Linked DNA regions of Mus musculus: all the other regions are linked to region 3. Evidence: chromatin contacts called from public Hi-C and HiChIP or PLAC-seq data. All regions are on one chromosome and are shown on one strand. Each heading gives the region's core, a stretch centred on a gene start, on an enhancer-like site or on the middle of the called end of the contact. The rest is flanking DNA. Distances are from core to core; before and after follow the strand shown. Region 1 holds the start of Ccl1 (chemokine (C-C motif) ligand 1). Region 2 has its middle 75 kb from the start of Gm24612. Region 3 holds the start of Tmem132e (transmembrane protein 132E). Region 4 has its middle 16 kb from the start of Gm24612.

Evidence for each region. Hi-C and Micro-C count contacts between places; a contact is called where the count stands out from the background. HiChIP or PLAC-seq counts read pairs in DNA pulled down with a chosen protein or histone mark.
Region 1: a contact with region 3 is called in a Hi-C map of group 2 innate lymphoid cells, with 3 times the contacts expected there. The contact joins the promoter of Ccl1 here to the promoter of Tmem132e in region 3. A contact is called at or near these places in 3 of 484 Hi-C or Micro-C datasets (embryonic stem cells and group 2 innate lymphoid cells).
Region 2: a Hi-C map of cerebral cortex shows a contact between it and region 3, with 2.3 times the contacts expected there. The contact joins the enhancer-like site here to the promoter of Tmem132e in region 3. A contact is called at or near these places in 1 of 15 datasets of contacts at CTCF or cohesin (large pre-B cells), 4 of 484 Hi-C or Micro-C datasets (cerebellum, cerebral cortex and nephron progenitors), 7 of 115 datasets of contacts at active chromatin or transcription factors (craniofacial prominence, differentiating embryonic stem cells, embryonic forebrain and 4 more) and 1 of 9 other capture datasets (liver).
Region 4: a contact with region 3 is called in an H3K4me3 HiChIP or PLAC-seq map of embryonic basal ganglia, with 2.8 times the contacts expected there. The contact joins the enhancer-like site here to the promoter of Tmem132e in region 3. A contact is called at or near these places in 1 of 15 datasets of contacts at CTCF or cohesin (pro-B cells), 6 of 484 Hi-C or Micro-C datasets (cortical neurons, liver, stem cell-derived neural stem cells and 1 more), 16 of 115 datasets of contacts at active chromatin or transcription factors (the 230-238 cell line, astrocytes, differentiating embryonic stem cells and 10 more) and 2 of 9 other capture datasets (embryonic stem cells and liver).

Annotation. Positions count from the first base shown.
Region 1 is chr11:82,177,581-82,181,171 of GRCm38.p6, forward strand. Ccl1 (chemokine (C-C motif) ligand 1) reads right to left here and starts at 2,232. Exons shown (of 3, transcript NM_011329.3): 1 at 2,089-2,232; 2 at 439-553. The coding sequence starts at 2,164.
Region 2 is chr11:82,519,533-82,523,295 of GRCm38.p6, forward strand. No RefSeq gene overlaps it. Among named protein-coding and RNA genes, the nearest start is that of Gm24612, 75 kb to the right of the region's middle. Within about 2 kb of position 2,104, at least 11 of the 459 cell types and tissues checked have an H3K27ac peak or open chromatin away from gene starts, as enhancers often do. A contact at or near this core is called in cerebral cortex, where this site is marked.
Region 3 is chr11:82,387,011-82,390,811 of GRCm38.p6, forward strand. Tmem132e (transmembrane protein 132E) reads left to right here and starts at 1,890. Exons shown (of 9, transcript NM_001304439.1): 1 at 1,890-2,103. The coding sequence starts at 2,037. It overlaps Gm38577 (a long non-coding RNA gene), which reads right to left and starts at 430. Exons shown (of 3, transcript XR_880073.3): 1 at 1-430.
Region 4 is chr11:82,578,165-82,582,103 of GRCm38.p6, forward strand. No RefSeq gene overlaps it. Among named protein-coding and RNA genes, the nearest start is that of Gm24612, 16 kb to the right of the region's middle. Within about 2 kb of position 2,032, at least 40 of the 459 cell types and tissues checked have an H3K27ac peak or open chromatin away from gene starts, as enhancers often do. A contact at or near this core is called in cortical neurons, embryonic basal ganglia, embryonic forebrain and 2 more, where this site is marked.

The DNA.
Region 1 (3,591 bases), core at 982-3,481, 210 kb before region 3:
GTCCTACATTTCGAGGTAAGATCTCCCACAGAACTTTGTTAGGGCCAGCAAGCACACAGGCTATGCCTGCCTCTGCCTCATCTAGCACTGGGGTTACAAACTCACACCATCCTGCTGGGAATATGAACTCAAATCACCGTGTTTGAGCAGCCAAACTACCCACTGAGCCAACGCTCCAGCCTTGTCTGTTGTGCTTTTATTAAACATTTCTTCCTGGCTATATAGCTTGGGATCTAATCATAGGCACTTTGGGGTTCAAGCAAATAAATCAGGACCCCCCCCCCCTTCCTGGGAAGCCCCACGCCCCCTAGTGTCACTCTACACCTTAGATTGCCTGGTTGGGTTTAGACTCCCTTTTCTTGTGGAACAGCGCCATCTAGTGTGTACTATTCTCAATTCCGTCAATATTATCTCTCCCCTGGCTAGTGGCTCACTCACACCACAGCTGGGGGATCAGGACAGGAGGAGCCCATCTTTCTGTAACACTGGATAAACTTCAGGGGAAGCTCTTTCTTCAAGGTGTTCAAGCAGCAGCTATTGGAGACCGTAAGCACTAGAAGAAAAGCACAAAAAAAGACCATTCATTAGCAACCATAGCCTCTCACCCACAACAGAATTAAAAAGCAAAACCAGCCAAGTCCTTCCTAGGACAGACTCAAGCATGGAGACCACATCCCGAGGGCTGCAGTGCAGCTCTGTCTCAGCAGCAACACATTTCTAGGATGGAGACAACAATCATAAGACTGGGGAGGGGCGTCAGATGTGAGCACCCTACAAACCAGCAGGTGGTGGGGACAGAAACCACAAGCCTGCCTGAGCCATGGCTCAGCACACACTCCTGCACATACGGTGAGACTCTTCCTACCACATATACAAACCCCTTCAGTCCCAGTCTCCCAGCACAAGTGCGTGGCTCTGTGTACTGTGCTAGTACTTAAGCTCGGGGCTCTGGCCTCACATCCTAGAGGACCTGTTATCCCATCGCATGCAGGACATTGTAGTTCTTGGTTCACAGACATGGGGCTGGGTGAGGAACTCCACAAGGGCTCAGAAGGAAAAGGGGGTATTCCCAAAAAGTGGCTGGTCCACTCGCCCACACAATCTTCCACATTCCCATCCTTGGCCCTCCCCTCTTTCAGGGACCAGTAACCCCCAGTCTGCTGATTTGTACGCTCTCCTCCCACATCCCACCTTCAACATCCCTGTGTTCTAACCCTGGATCCTTCCTGTCTCGCTGTTCACAGAAACTTGCAGGTCCCCTGACCTCAGGTTGGTATTTTCCGAACAATCTAGAACATGGATTCCAGTTTATCCATACAGAAAACATCTTTAAGAGATATAATAGTTATCTGGCTGTTCACTCCTGTGGTCCTTCCTTCAGCCCCTGCCTGTCATCTGTCACACTGGAAATCAGTCTTAGTCCCTCCTCTGGACTTCAGGGATCCTAATTTGTTTTAAACAACCCCATAGGCCCTTCCAGTTGTCTGTAGGGTGAGGATCAAAATTATCTTCCACACACTAAAGCCACTTCATCTAGAAGGAGGAGGATGAAGAGGAGGAGGAGGAGGAGGAGGAGGAGAAAGGAGAAAGGAGAAAGGAGAAAGGAGAAGGGAGAAGGGAGAAGGGAGAAAGGAGGATGAGGAGGAAGAGAAAGGAGAAGGGAGAAAGGAGGAGAAGGAGAAGGAGAAGGAGAAGGAGAAGGAGAAGGAGAAGGAGAAGGAGAAGGAGAAGGAGAAGGAGAAGGAGAAGGAGAAGGAGAAGCTCCTCCCAGAACAGGGCCAGTCTTGGAACCCCATCAAGAGGATGCTGGCCCAGGTCTGTCTCTGCAGCCACCTAGTTCTAGGATTAGCAAAAGAATCAGAGGAATGGGTTTCAGGTCTGAGCTCCCCACCACGAAGTAGATGTGTGCTCCCAGTCCATAACCTTCCTCCACGCCCAGCGTCCCTATCCCATTACTGCCCGCCATTCATCTCCAGATAGGGACAGAAATGAAGCCAATGATGTCTAGGTAAGCTCTGTTCCCAGCCCAGAGTGCCTGCCTATACATCTCCCCTCCCTGGGCCCAAGCACTAGGACCCCATTACTCACTGCTCTTGCTGTCAACATCCTGTATCCACACGGCAGCCAGCAGCAGGCACATCAGTGCCATGGCAGTGGGTTTCATGGTGATAAGTTTCTGTCTCAAGCCTCTCTAGAGCAACCGCCGAATGTCTGGTGGAGCCAAGAACTCTCTCCTGCCTCACCCTGTACTGAGCTTTTATCAGAAGGCCCGGGGTGCTTTCCCAGACCATGGAGAAGAGGTGGGAGTCCCAGGGAAAAGGAACTCATACCCAATGGCCACATGGAAAACTCCTTTTCTCACCTCTCCTGGGAGGAGGGGGGCGTATTCGAGGTATGTTTGGGTGCCTAGTGGCCTTGGGAACTTCCCCAAGTGCAGAAGCAGATACCAATCTTTACGTTCTTGACAAAATACGTGGGAGCTGTCCTGGCTGAGTGGAAAGTCAAAAAAGGTGAGAGAGAGAGAGGAAGTGGCCCGTACACAGCTTGTCTAACCCACATCATTCCATTCAAAGCAGCTACAGGCCTTGGAGAAGGACAGAGCAGAGAAGGTACAATCTGCATCAAATGGAGCTTGTGTCTGGGTTCTGGCTCTGCCAATCAGCCATTGCACAAACTTCTCTAAGCTGCACATCCCTACAAAATGGAACTAGTAACACATCTCAAATCCGGGTGGTAAGAATGAAATGCAGAGCTGGGGAGATGGCTCAGTCAGCAAAGTACCTGCTACACAAGTGTGAGGACCAGAGTTTGATTCCCAGAACCCGCATACAGAGCAGGGGTAGTGGAATGATCTTGTAACCCCAGAGCTGGAGAGGCTGACCGGCTGATCCCTGGAGCTGCCTGGTTTGCCCGCTGAGCCTAGTTGGAGACCTCCAGGCCAGGGAGAGAACTTATCTCAAAAAGCAAAGTCGTTCACATGCACATAGACACATGTATGCACACCTACATACATGTACACACACACACACACACACATACACACACATACCACAGGTTGATCCTGTCTGTCTAACGTTTGGCCAACACATTTGCTATTAGTTTTATTTCTTTGTTCCCCAGCCCTTTCACAGCTTACTCTGATCCAGACCCTTGCTTGGTTACCCTTGGGACAATTGCCAATGGGGGCAAAGCCTGACCTGAGCCATCTTGCTTCAACCTATAGACAAGCCATGGAGAGCCATCCAACACAACAACGGCTCATTCAAGACAGATCTGTCATGTGGGGGGCACAGGAGAATGTTGGGGACACCCAGGGACTTCAGAGGACCCTTTCCAGACAGTGTTCTATAAGTACCATGTCCTGCAGGCTGCTGTGAAGACAGCACGTCAGGCAGGGGAAGGAGTCTGGAAAAGCCAAGTACAGAGGAACACCCTTCACTCAGCATCATGGAGAAAGCTAGAGCATGGGATGTAGATGCAGATGGGGTTGTGCAGCCAGATAAAAACAGTATATGCAGTGGGCAGTACTTGGGATAAGCAGCTCATAGGAGGCCCTCAAGAAAAAGCAGCTAAGCTTTCTGGCATTGGCAT
Region 2 (3,763 bases), core at 854-3,353, 130 kb after region 3:
ACCGGGAGGGACACAGGGGTCCCACAGGACTGGGTGCCCAAGACATTGTAGGAGACACTTCAGCTGGATCAAGCCTTGACCTTGACTTTGGCCTTGACTGTGTCATAAGATAGAAGCAGACACCAGGAGAATAGGCTACCTCTTAAATCTTTCCTGGTCTCTGATCATCAGGCCCTTAGAGGGGCCACTGATGGCCTCAGTCCTCAGAGCTTGACTAAGGAAGGACCAGAAGTCCCCAGGGCATGAAGGACCCTTCCAATACTCTGTATGACCACATCCATACAGACAAGTGCAAGAATGCTCAGAGGTACTGTGAGCTGCAGACAGACCCAGCACCTGTTTGTGGAGCTGCCCACAGGGAAGTGTGTGGCTGGCAGGTAGGCCTCCTTTTCCTGTGTCCCCTGCTTCCTAAAGATGCTTAGACTCTGGAGGCTCCCAGGTCTCAGCCCCCAGGCTTCTCTGCACATTGTAACCTCTAAGGGATCAGAGGAGTAAGGTGGCTGTCCCATCAAGGTCCCCAGTACATCAGTCCCCAAGCCAGAAATAGTGGGTGTGGAACTCAAGCCACACCTTCTGACTCCCAAACTTCCACTCTTCCCACATGAAGGTCTGTCCCCACACCCATGTTCTCAGCAGCATGCAGACTCATGTGCACCTGGCTCTGAGGACTTCCTGGCACCAGGTCTTATTCTAGGGAACTCTTTCAGCATCTGTAGAGGAAGAAATCTATCATCCCCTTTATTAGAATGGGGAAACTGAGGCACAATGTAAGCAACTACTCCAAGAACTCATCATCAGAGCCATTGTAACTCTGAGGAGGCTAAATTAGAATCTTCAAAACATACTCTCACATGCATACTTGCACGTGCAAACTAACACACTCACACGTGTATACCATATGCATATATACATGCCTGCACACATGCATACACATTCACACATACACAATCTAATATGTACTCACATAAGACTCACAAAGGCACATGCATATATACACTCATACATGCATACATATGCACACATGTATACACACCCATGCACACATACACAAATAGGCACATAGTTACATATATACAACATATATACACACTTATAAATAAGTACACTCACATATGTGCATGCACAGAGACACACATTCACATACAGACATATGAAAATACACATGCATACATATATGTATGATGCATACTTGAATATAATGTGCACATCATACATGCATACACTCATACATGTTTAGACATATACACACACCCTAATGCATATACTAACACATGTATACACATACACTAACACACAGTTCTTAGGGAACACAGCCTGCCCTGAAAGCATTGGGATGTCCACCACTGAGAGCAGAAGTTGGCTTGGCCCTGGCTAGCCATCTTCTTAGGAAAAGCCAGACCAGACTTCCCTCCACCCTTTCCTCTTTCCCTCAAAAACAGCTGCATTCTCCTCGCTGGCTCAGTCCCCTCTTCCTGATTCCCCAGCGGTCTCTGGTAGTGTCACGAGCCATCCTGGAGGTAGGGAGGCAAGAACAGGATGAAATATATGTAACATCTTATTAGTAAAGGACATCTGAGCCTCTAATTAAAATTTGCCTAATGACCCAACTTCTCTGTCATTTTTGCTCTTGGAAACATTAATTTAAGGTGACAGGTACTTAGGCAGGGGAAAATTAATTTTTCCTTTAAAAAATTAAAGGGGAAAAGAGCGGACTGCTCCCTTATTTATTTGTCTTTAAATTTTTTATTTATTTTTCAAGTTCTCGCCCACTCTTCTCATAAAACCCGACCCTGGAGAATAGATCTGAGGGGGAGGGAGAGGAAGGACAGTGTCGGGTGGCTTGGTTGGTCCAGGTTTGCCCAGGAGCATGCTGGCTGACCCCTGGGTGGGACTCTGTGGAGCTGCTTTCTTGCAGTCCCTACTATCAATGGAATTAAGTAGGGTGGCCTGCTGCCTGCTATACCGGGGAATCCGGGAACCTCACCACCGCACCGCAACCCGGCTGTTTGATTTGGCTTAGCTGACGGTGTCTGTTTCCCCGTGAGCAGGAGCAGATGGTGGGCTCCTTTCCCGACACCAGGCTGTATCCTAGCTTCTGTCTGGGCATTTCTTCCCCAAGCAACAGACTGCAGCCTTGCAAGCTCCTCCGCCAAGCTCCTCTGCTGGGAACCACCTGTGAAGGAAGGGTTGCATCAGGCTCTGGGTTCACATGCATGGCCCCTGAGCCCATTCCTGTCCCTCCTGGCAGGGAGACAGGGGCACGAACAGGATGATGGCCCACTCTCAGTGTCTGAAAAAATGTAAAATGTTATTCTAGCTTGGTATATGTTGCTGCAGTAAAACACCAATAGCAATATAGAGGAGGAAAGGGCTTACAGTTTTCAAATTGCAAATGGCCCATTACTAAAGAAAGTCAGGGCAGAAACTCAAGCAGGAATGTGAAGCAAAAAAACATGGAGGAAAGTTGTTTGCCGGCTCCTTCCTGCTCGCTCTTAGCTGGCTTCTTACACAGCCCAGAATCACCTGCCCAAGGAATAGTGCCACCCATAGTGGGCTGAGCCTTCCTCTACCAATTAACAATCAAGATGAGCCTCCCCCACATCTCTGCCCACAAGCCTCAACCCTTTGGGAAACCACTCAAGTGACTCTAGGCTGTGGCAAGTTTGTGTTACAGATTACTAAGACACACGTAGTCTCCTTTCCCACCCCCAATATTTTAAAATTTTCAATGGTCTCTTCCTCAGCCGCCTCAGACTTCCTACCCCCACTTGATCTATCCAGAGAGCTCCCACCCCATCCTGTCCCACATCTCCAAGTCCCACTCCAGCAGCTCTTGGGTCTCATCAGTCTGCCCTACTCTGGTCCCAAGCTGCCCTTGTACTGCAACAAGTTAGTTTTGTACTGGAGTCCCTAGTGGACAGAGGGAAAGGGGAATGAGGTGGGAGAGGGGAGAGAGGGAAGAGGAATCCCTCCGAAATCTCTCTTTCCCTCTCTCGGTCCCTCACTAACCCCTTCTCTCTCTCTCTCTCTCTCTCTCTCTCTCTCTCTCTCTCTCTCTCTCTCTCTCTCTCTCTCTCTCTCTCTCCCTCTCTCCCTCACTAACCCCCTCCCTCCCTCCCTCCCTCCCTCCCTTCCTCTCTTCCTCCCTTCCTCTCTTCCTCCCCTTCCCTCTTCCTCTCTCTCTCCCCTTCTCTTCCTTTTCCCTCTCTCTCCCCCTCTTCCTCTCCATCCTCCTCTCCATCAGCCATGGCCGATGGATGCTAGGAATTCATCTTTTTTGTGCTCCCTAGAGAGCCAAGGGTAGCCCTTCTCATGATCAGACAGAGGCCTCTGACCCAGGGACCTTTTAACCACATGGCAAGCAGCAACAGAGTCTCCAGTGAGGCACAGGGGGAGGGAACAAGTTATCCTGAAAGACTCCATTTCTATACCTAGAGGTCCAGGCGAACTCACAGGGCAGGGTGAGATGTGTAAAGGCTACTATGGGATGGAGGACTGAAGACCCTTCACCCACATCCCCCTTTCCCAGGCCACAGACTATTTGGGCCTCTGCCAGGTCACCTAGGCTGCAGTGCCCATTACATGAGGATCAGGGAGGATAAGAGTTGGTGAGGCTGAAGGCAGATGAAGGAAACTGAGACCTGGAGCTGAAGTGTTGCTGTCTAATCCTTCCTTCCTTCCTTCTTGACTTCCAGAGCAAATGGTGATGATCCCCTGCCCCAAGAGGGTCCCTGGGGGTACCCCAGAGCCCTGAACAGAGCTG
Region 3 (3,801 bases), core at 640-3,139:
GTGCCCTGCAGACCCAGGAGGACTCAGAGGCTGTGGGAGGCTGCCCCCTACCCGCGCCTCGGATAGAACCACCGAAAACATCTCCGGCACCCTGCGGGGAGCTGGCATTCCCTGAAAAGGGACCTCGGTCGGCTTCGGCTGTGGCGTCTGCTCAGGAGAACCGCAGTCGCAGCAGCCGACCGACCCCTCTCGGATCGCACCAACCTTAATCTCAGAGGGGGAAAAAAATTAAATGTAAAGCGGAGTAGAACTGAACGGCGAGGCCAGCCCTGGGCCGGCTCTCATTAAGGAGCCGCGCGCGCCCCCAGGCTGGGAATGCGGAATGGACACGTGGACAGACAGGGGAGCCGGGGGAGGGGGAAGTCTCCGTGGCGCGCGAGCCGTGGGCTGCGCGCTCCGGGGCCACGTGATCACGGGGAATCTGGGAGGGGAGGGAGGAAAAGGGAGCGAGCGCGCCAAGCTGGGCGCCCGCCCGCTACGGTCCTGGTGGGCGCTGGATGCCGGACCGAGGAGGAGGGCAGCGAGCATCAGTGTGTGTGTGTGTCTTTCTTCAACCATTTACCGAGGAGCGCCGTGGAGGTGGCAGCGACTGCTTCGGTCAACTGTGGCTCCCCCGCCTCTTTTTTTTTTCCTCTGGTCCTTGATTCTTCTTCTTCCCCAACCCCACGTCCAAGGAGAGCTGGACCCCTATCGGCATCTCTATCTTTTCTAGGCCGCCTAGGTACCCGCTGCTGCCTCTCCGGCCAGGGGCTGCGCAGGTGCGGTTGCCTTAGCCCACTGGCCGCGCTCCCGCTTCTTGCCACCCGTAGCTGGGACTGGAGCGGCGATCTACTCGCCCAGACTGACTCCGAAAGAGCGACAGCCTGTGCCCTGCCGCACCGAGGCAACGGGCGAGCGGGTGTCCAGGGGCAAGGCGGGGGTGATGGGTAGGACGAGGGATCGGAGACTGTGAACCTCGGAAAAGTTCAAGGTTTGTGTAGGTTCCCCCGGGAAAGCGAGGAGAGGTGTGAGGCGGGGCAAGGTACCCCTGTGCTGAGACAGCGACACCCTACCGGAGAGGAAAGAAAAGGGTAGCCGGTGCTGCCGAGGGCTGACCACCCCATCTCTCATCCTACAACGCTTACGGGCTGGATACTGGAGGAGACGCTCTGGGAAGAAACGGCTCGAGCTGGGGCGCCTTAGCTGGCGCTTCCGCTCCTTCGCTTCTCCTAGCTTCATCTCCATGGGGCAGCGAGTGCCTAGAGCTCCACCCTTGCTCCAGCCACCGAACCCCAGCCTGGCCAGGCGGCGCCGAGTTGGCCTGTGCTAGCGCAGACCCCGGTCGAGACTGGAGAGAGTGCTGGAGTCCAAGACCGAGCACTGCGAAGGGACAAACATCTGGTCCCCCACCTCAGACGTTTCGTCTGGGCGTCGCCTAGGGTGGTGGCGACCCGCGTCGCCTGTCTCATCCCTGCAAGGAAACTTTTCCTTCCCCGGATGGATTAAAGTTGCCTGGATTTTCTCTCTTTGCGAAAGAAATCATCCGTTTCCTCCCGACCTGGGATTTTCCCTACTGCTGCAGGGCGCTTGGGAGAGGAAGAAAGCCGCGCTGTGCATGTGGGGTTACCACCGAAACCGAGGCGATTCGAGTTCGCGTTGGGGTTCTGTACCTACGAGCGAGTACGGATCTGAGCGGCGCGGCGAGGCCAGGGGCTTCGGCACGCGGCCCTCGGCAGCCACCGGGACGTTGGTGGCCACCGGGCCCTGGGACCGCACGTGCGGCTCCCCCCTCTCCTCGCAGATCCTGCAGGGGGCACCAGCCCGGGGAGGTGGAGACTCCTCCCGCCCCGAGCTGCGCCCCCGCCGGCTCCGAGGGTGTAGCCGGTGGTGCCCGGGACGCCCCTCCCCTCAAAGTGTCCCCGAATTGCGCTTTCTGGCCCCCGAAGCCTCAACAGACACAGCTGGGCGCCAGTGAGTTGGAGGCGACCGAGCCCAGCCTGAGACCAATTCGCCGTGGATCTCTACACCCTCGGACCCCTCCTGCCCCCGCTTCGGCCATGGCCCCAGGGATGTCGGGCCGCCGCGGCGCCGCCCTACTCTGCCTCTCTGTGCTGCTCGCCCACGGTAAGTGTCGCGGCGCAGACTCGGGGTGAAGATGCGGCGGGCGCCCCTGGAGGGGGCGCAGAGAGAACCGAAGGAAGGAGCACCTCATCCCAGTGTTCCCCTGGACTCTCCGCCGTCGCTACCAGCACGGTTCCCGGCTGCAGCGGGAGTCCGCTGAGGGGACCGAGGTCGGTCCAGGGGAGATTGGGGCGGGGGGGGGGTAGATTCCTCGGTCTCAGAGTTAGAATTCAGGGAAAAACCCGAGACCCTGGGGGCGTGTCAGCTCACGGATATCTAGAGGGGTGCGAGAGATCAGCTAGGTCGAGTCTCGGGTACCCGGCCGCAGCTCCCCATGCAGCGCGAGGGGCTGGGGACCACTGGGACCGGCGAGATCGCGGCTTCCGGGCCCGGCGCGCAGGCGGGTGCGGGCCGTGCCGCCGGCTGTCTGGCTTCCTGCGGCGGGCCTAGGACAGGGACGCGCACGGTTGGGGCCCGGGAGGCTTGTGAGCAGCATCTCAATGGCCGGCCGGCTCGCAGAGCAAGTCGGGCGGGGGTCTGGGCAGCGGGCGCGGGCCGGGAGACTGGCGGCGCGCGAAGGCAGCGGGGCCGCGCTCCAGCGTTCTGCAATCTGTTGCGTCTGCTCCCCAGGCTCGCCCTGGGCTCTGGGCTCTGCCGGAAAGGGGTGACGGAGGGAGGAACCCGGGGATGGTGCGCCCCAGCAGTGAGATGGGGGATATGAAGGTTGGAGGCAGGGGGTAGTAGGACAACCTCCCCCACCCAGAGTGGGAACTCAAGATGAGCCAGGAGGGCGCTGCGGCGGGCTTCCGCAAGCTGGAGATGCTCCAGGAGGAGAGGGGCGCAAACCTAAACGAGAGAAAGGGAGCTGTGGAAGCAAGGGGGCAGGGGCGGCGGGGAAGCGGCCCTCTGCTGCGCCCAAGTGAAACCAGCTGACCCGGGACAATTCCCCAACCAGCAAAGGACTAGCTAGGGATATAAGACTCTGATGCCCCACTCCCGAGAGGGTGAGCCAAGGACAGAATTGGAGAAGGCCTTAGTGGAGCGAGCCATCTGGATGTTTGAGAGAACCGTCCGTTTGTAGTGGTCAGCTTTTGCCCGAATCTGTGCAGTCCCTGGCAGCCTGATTTGAGTGTGCTGTGAACCTCCCCACGGTCTCTTAATTCGTTTTTGCTCCGCAACGAACCCCCCTCCGCGCCCCTCGCCCCGAGTAGGGTGTATTTTCAAGGTTGAAAGAGTAAAGAGAAAGTGGTCTCAAGGAATCATAGGGCCCAAGAGCTAGGAGGCAGAAGGGAACAAGCTGAAGCTCCTCTGGGTGTCTGGGTTTCTCCTGCTGTGGAGTAAGCTGTTTTGCCTTTGGTTGGATTCCCTGGGGATTGCTTTTCTCTTGATTCTTCACGGGAGCAATGAGCAGGCATTGACCAGCAGGAATAAGGTATGGAGTTGTGACTAGGGATGCAGCCAGAGAGAAATCTTCATCCCGCCCCCCCCCCCAGGATGGTTGACAGTGGGTAAGGGTAAGACAGCTGTGTGGGGCTGGTGGAGTCCTAAAGCTCAGCCTAGCAGGCTTCTTGTCTAAGCATGGCTCTTGCCCTTGTTGGAGCTCCATTCCCAGGTCATTTTGGCCCTTGGGTAGCTCAGTTGCTGTCCCTAGGTCCCAGCTACTCACTAGCATACTCTCAGGCCCAGCCACAGATCTGTTCT
Region 4 (3,939 bases), core at 782-3,281, 190 kb after region 3:
GGGTTTCCTGAGCCAGGCTGAGAGAGCTGAGTAAGAAAATGGGGAACATTGAGGCTCTCAAGACAGCCAAGGCCAGAAAAGTGACCAGTGGGACCCCAAAAGATGTTGAACCCCATGCACACCCACCATGGAGGGGTGGTGCACTGAAGATGACATGGTATCTTTGAACTAAGAGGTTTCTATTACTTTTAAATAACCTTTCTACCTTTGTTCCTCTGGAGTCTGCCAGTCCTAAGGGATCCAAGAAAGGCCAGTTAGCCTTCAGGCTTCTTTCTGTCTCCTGAACTTACCAGGGTGTTGTCATTCACAGAGGTCTCCAGAACAGAGTGGTCTCAGAATCTATCGAACCCTCTACCTCTACCCTATGACAGGTATCCTATGCCATTGGGAAGTATCCCGGATAGTGAGGAATCCTGGCAGTGTGGGAGGAACTCCCAAAGCATCTCTGGGGAAGATATTAACCCTCCACGGAAGGAGCTTTCTGAATGACAGGAAGATCCAGAGCCCTGATCCGAGGAGGAAGAACAAAAATCGGCTCTCACACAGCTGCTAGCCAGGGTGCCGCCCTCGACAGTGCTCCTACAAGTGGGTGCTGAGCAGGGCAGTGCATCCACACTTCAGGAGCCCCCCCCCCAGGTTTACCTGGGTACAGCAAGGCTCTGAAGCGGCCTCTCTTCTTCCACATGCAGCCTCAGAAGCTGCTTGTGGGAGCAGAGAACCACAGGGTTCTATGTGTTGATGGCAGCCAAGGAGAAGAGACTTATTAATTTAATCCTTAAACAAATTTACAGAAATTGTCGGTGGATTTTCAGGAAACCCAGGAAAATGGTTTCTAGGGGAGCCGGCAGATTCTCCCCACTGTGTGTAGTGCGAGTCGGCAGAAATGAAGCTGCGTTATCAGAGCCCTTTCCCCAGTGCTCTCAGGCATGGAGCCCACCTTTTGGCTTACCTCCTCTCAGATTGCTCTCCATAAGCAGAGCCAGAAAACTGGCTGGGGAAGACCTGCAGCTTTCATCACTAATCCAAGGGATTAACTGGGCAAGCAAGGCAGATACTTAACTATTTGTATCACTGTTTAACGAATGGGGAAACTGAGGCAGAAAAGGATTCAGTATCTCATTGCCAGAGGTCCCACAGTTTCTTGGTGGCAGATGTAAGGTTCAAACCAGGGTGCCTGCTCCTTCCCCCCACCCCACCCCCAAAAAATCAGCATTACAACTTCTTTGTTCTACAACCTTAATCTCTCTCTCTCTCTCTCTCTCTCTCCCTCTCTCTCTCTCTCTCTCTCTCTGTTTTTGTTTTTCAAAAGAGGGTTTCTCTCTGTAGCTCTGGCTATCCTGGAACTCTCTCTGTAGACCAGGCTGGCCTTGAACTCAGAAATCCGCCTGCCTCTGCCTCCCAAGTGCTGGGATTAAAGGCGTGTGCCACCACTGCCTGGCTCTTATGTCTCTTTCTTTTGCCTTTATCAAGAAGAGAAGCCACACACCATCTTCCCATCCTCACGGGGATTCTAGGCCAACTACCCTTTCTGATGTCCTCAAGGGCAGCCTGATTGTCATCCCAGCCAGTTGCCCAGTGTCCACGCACCTTGTCACTCTGTGCCACCTGCCTCTTGGGCAATCTTTTATCCTGGTGGAATTCAGCGCTTTCTTGGAAGTTTAGTCTTCAAGAACTCAGACTTGAAGTCTTTTTCACCCACAATCCATCTGGGTCCGTGAGGCACAGCCTCTTGGATGGAATCCCAGGCCTTAGTTGGAATCTCACAGCAACTCCCCTGTTTGCTCACTAAGACTGCCGACGTCATTAGCCTCAGCTCCAGGCACTGCATTGACTCAGTCCCAGCTGAGTGCATCCCCCAACCCTAAGGAGGTTAGGGCCAGTTAACCCACTCTGAGAGGTCACTGATCCAGCACTGATAAGGAATTAGAAAAGCCCTGACCAGCCAGCAACCCTTCCCAGGCCACCGTCCCTGGTCAGACTCCAGTGCCTCCATCCACTAGAGCCCTCATTAGCATCTTAATGTGAGGAGCATATGCAATGAGGCATCAGAGAAAATCCCCGGCATTTAAATTCATTAACAGTCCCTGGAAGTCTTCAGTGCGAGGTGGAATTATCACTAAACTGCTTTTAACTTACCAGCTGTGCACTAAACTGCCAGCCATGAAGGCTGGGTGTTAGAGTCTGGCAGGAAGGCCTAGAGGGGTACTGCTGTCTGGGAGCCTAAACTCAGGGATGCCCGGGCTGCTGGCTGGAGGGCTCTGTTTCCTAGATTTCTGTTGGGCACCCTAACGATGAGTGAAAAATTCAATCAACCAGCTGGCTTGTCTGCTTAGGAACAATCAGCCGGCTCGACTGATATTGATGTGTCCGTGCTTTTCCGGTTAACTTCCATGACCCAGCTCTCTCTGCTCCAAATCTGATGGATGACAGGGAAGATGTTTCTCCACTCCCTGGAGCAGCTTCCTTCTTTCTGGCCAGCCTCTCCCAGAGTTCCATCTGATCTGCCCAAGGCATCTCCTGGCACCCTCTCCTCCCTGCTCCTGGTTTCTACCTACCCTGTTGGTCCCCCATCCTAGCAGGCAGCCTACAGTGTCAAACTCTTGCTAAGTATTGTCTTCTCTACATGCCTTGATTGACATCCCATCCCGAGGCGAATGTGTAGCCTGTGTAGACCCCAGATTATAGTCATCCCTGGCACCAAAAGCCGAGCTCAGCTAAGATCCGTGGAACCCATTAATTGATTGACGAAATCTTCTTTGCCTGTGGTGTCAATCACAGAACCTGGTGCACCGTAGTGTCTCAATAAATATTTGCTGAATAAATGTTGGGTGACAGATAAATGCTTACAGCGGGAATAAGGTGGGGTGAGGTGGTTAGGATTTAGAAATTCAATGCTCTGTTCAACAAATATTAATTGTGTGACTAATCAGAGTAAGCTATGGTTAATATTTATATTAGCCTTCCTATCTGCAAAGCCCACAGTGTGAGCTGGTCTAATTTTTGTAACAAGCCTGGGAACAGGATTCTAATATTATACTTGTTTTACAGATGGGGAAACTGAGGCCATTAATTGGCTTGCCCCAGGCTGTCTGGCATAGGAAAGCAAGGATTTGAACCTGGGAAGGCTAGATCAAGATCAATGCTCACTGGTAGGTGTTAATCAAGAGACATTATCTGCAATTTTACATTTCCAACCCCCATCCTGAAAAGTTAAAATAAGTGAGTGAGATTAATTTTTAAAGATATTTTATTTAACCTGATGAATCCAATATGTGATCTTTTCAATGCAGAGTGAACATTTAAAAGGCATTAATGAGACACTTATGTCCTCGTTTTCACACTAAGACTGGGAAATCAGTGGCCGTTTAAGGTTCACGGACCCGGCTGCATTGCTCAAAAGCCCTGTGTTGGCTGTGGCCCTGGGGAGGATGCTTCTGAGCTGCATTCAAAGCTACTATGTGCTTCTGCTCTCCAGCTTACCCCAGATCTGGACTTGGAAAACACAAGAGATGAACCAGACACAGTCCGGTTCAAGGAAGGCGTGGTTTTCTCAGTACCCAAGGCACAGCGATACCATAGAGGGTGTAGTGGCTATTCCTGGTTGTCAACTTGACTATATTTGGAATGAACTACAATCCAGAATTGGAAGGCTCACCAGTGACCCTTATCTGGAGGCTTGGAGATCCTTATCTGGATCTTGGTTTGAAGATCTTGAGTCATAGTGGCTATGGATTCCAGAAGATTGAATCTCCGAGTTTAAGGAACACACCTTTAATCTGGGCTACACCTTCTGCTGGAGACAATATAAGGACATTGGAAGAAGGGAGTCTAGCTCTTGCTCTTGCTCCTGCTCCTTCGCCTGCTTGCTGCGTGAGACTGAGTAACTGCTAGATCCTTGGACTTCCATTCACAGCTGCGACTGAACAATTGTAAGGAATT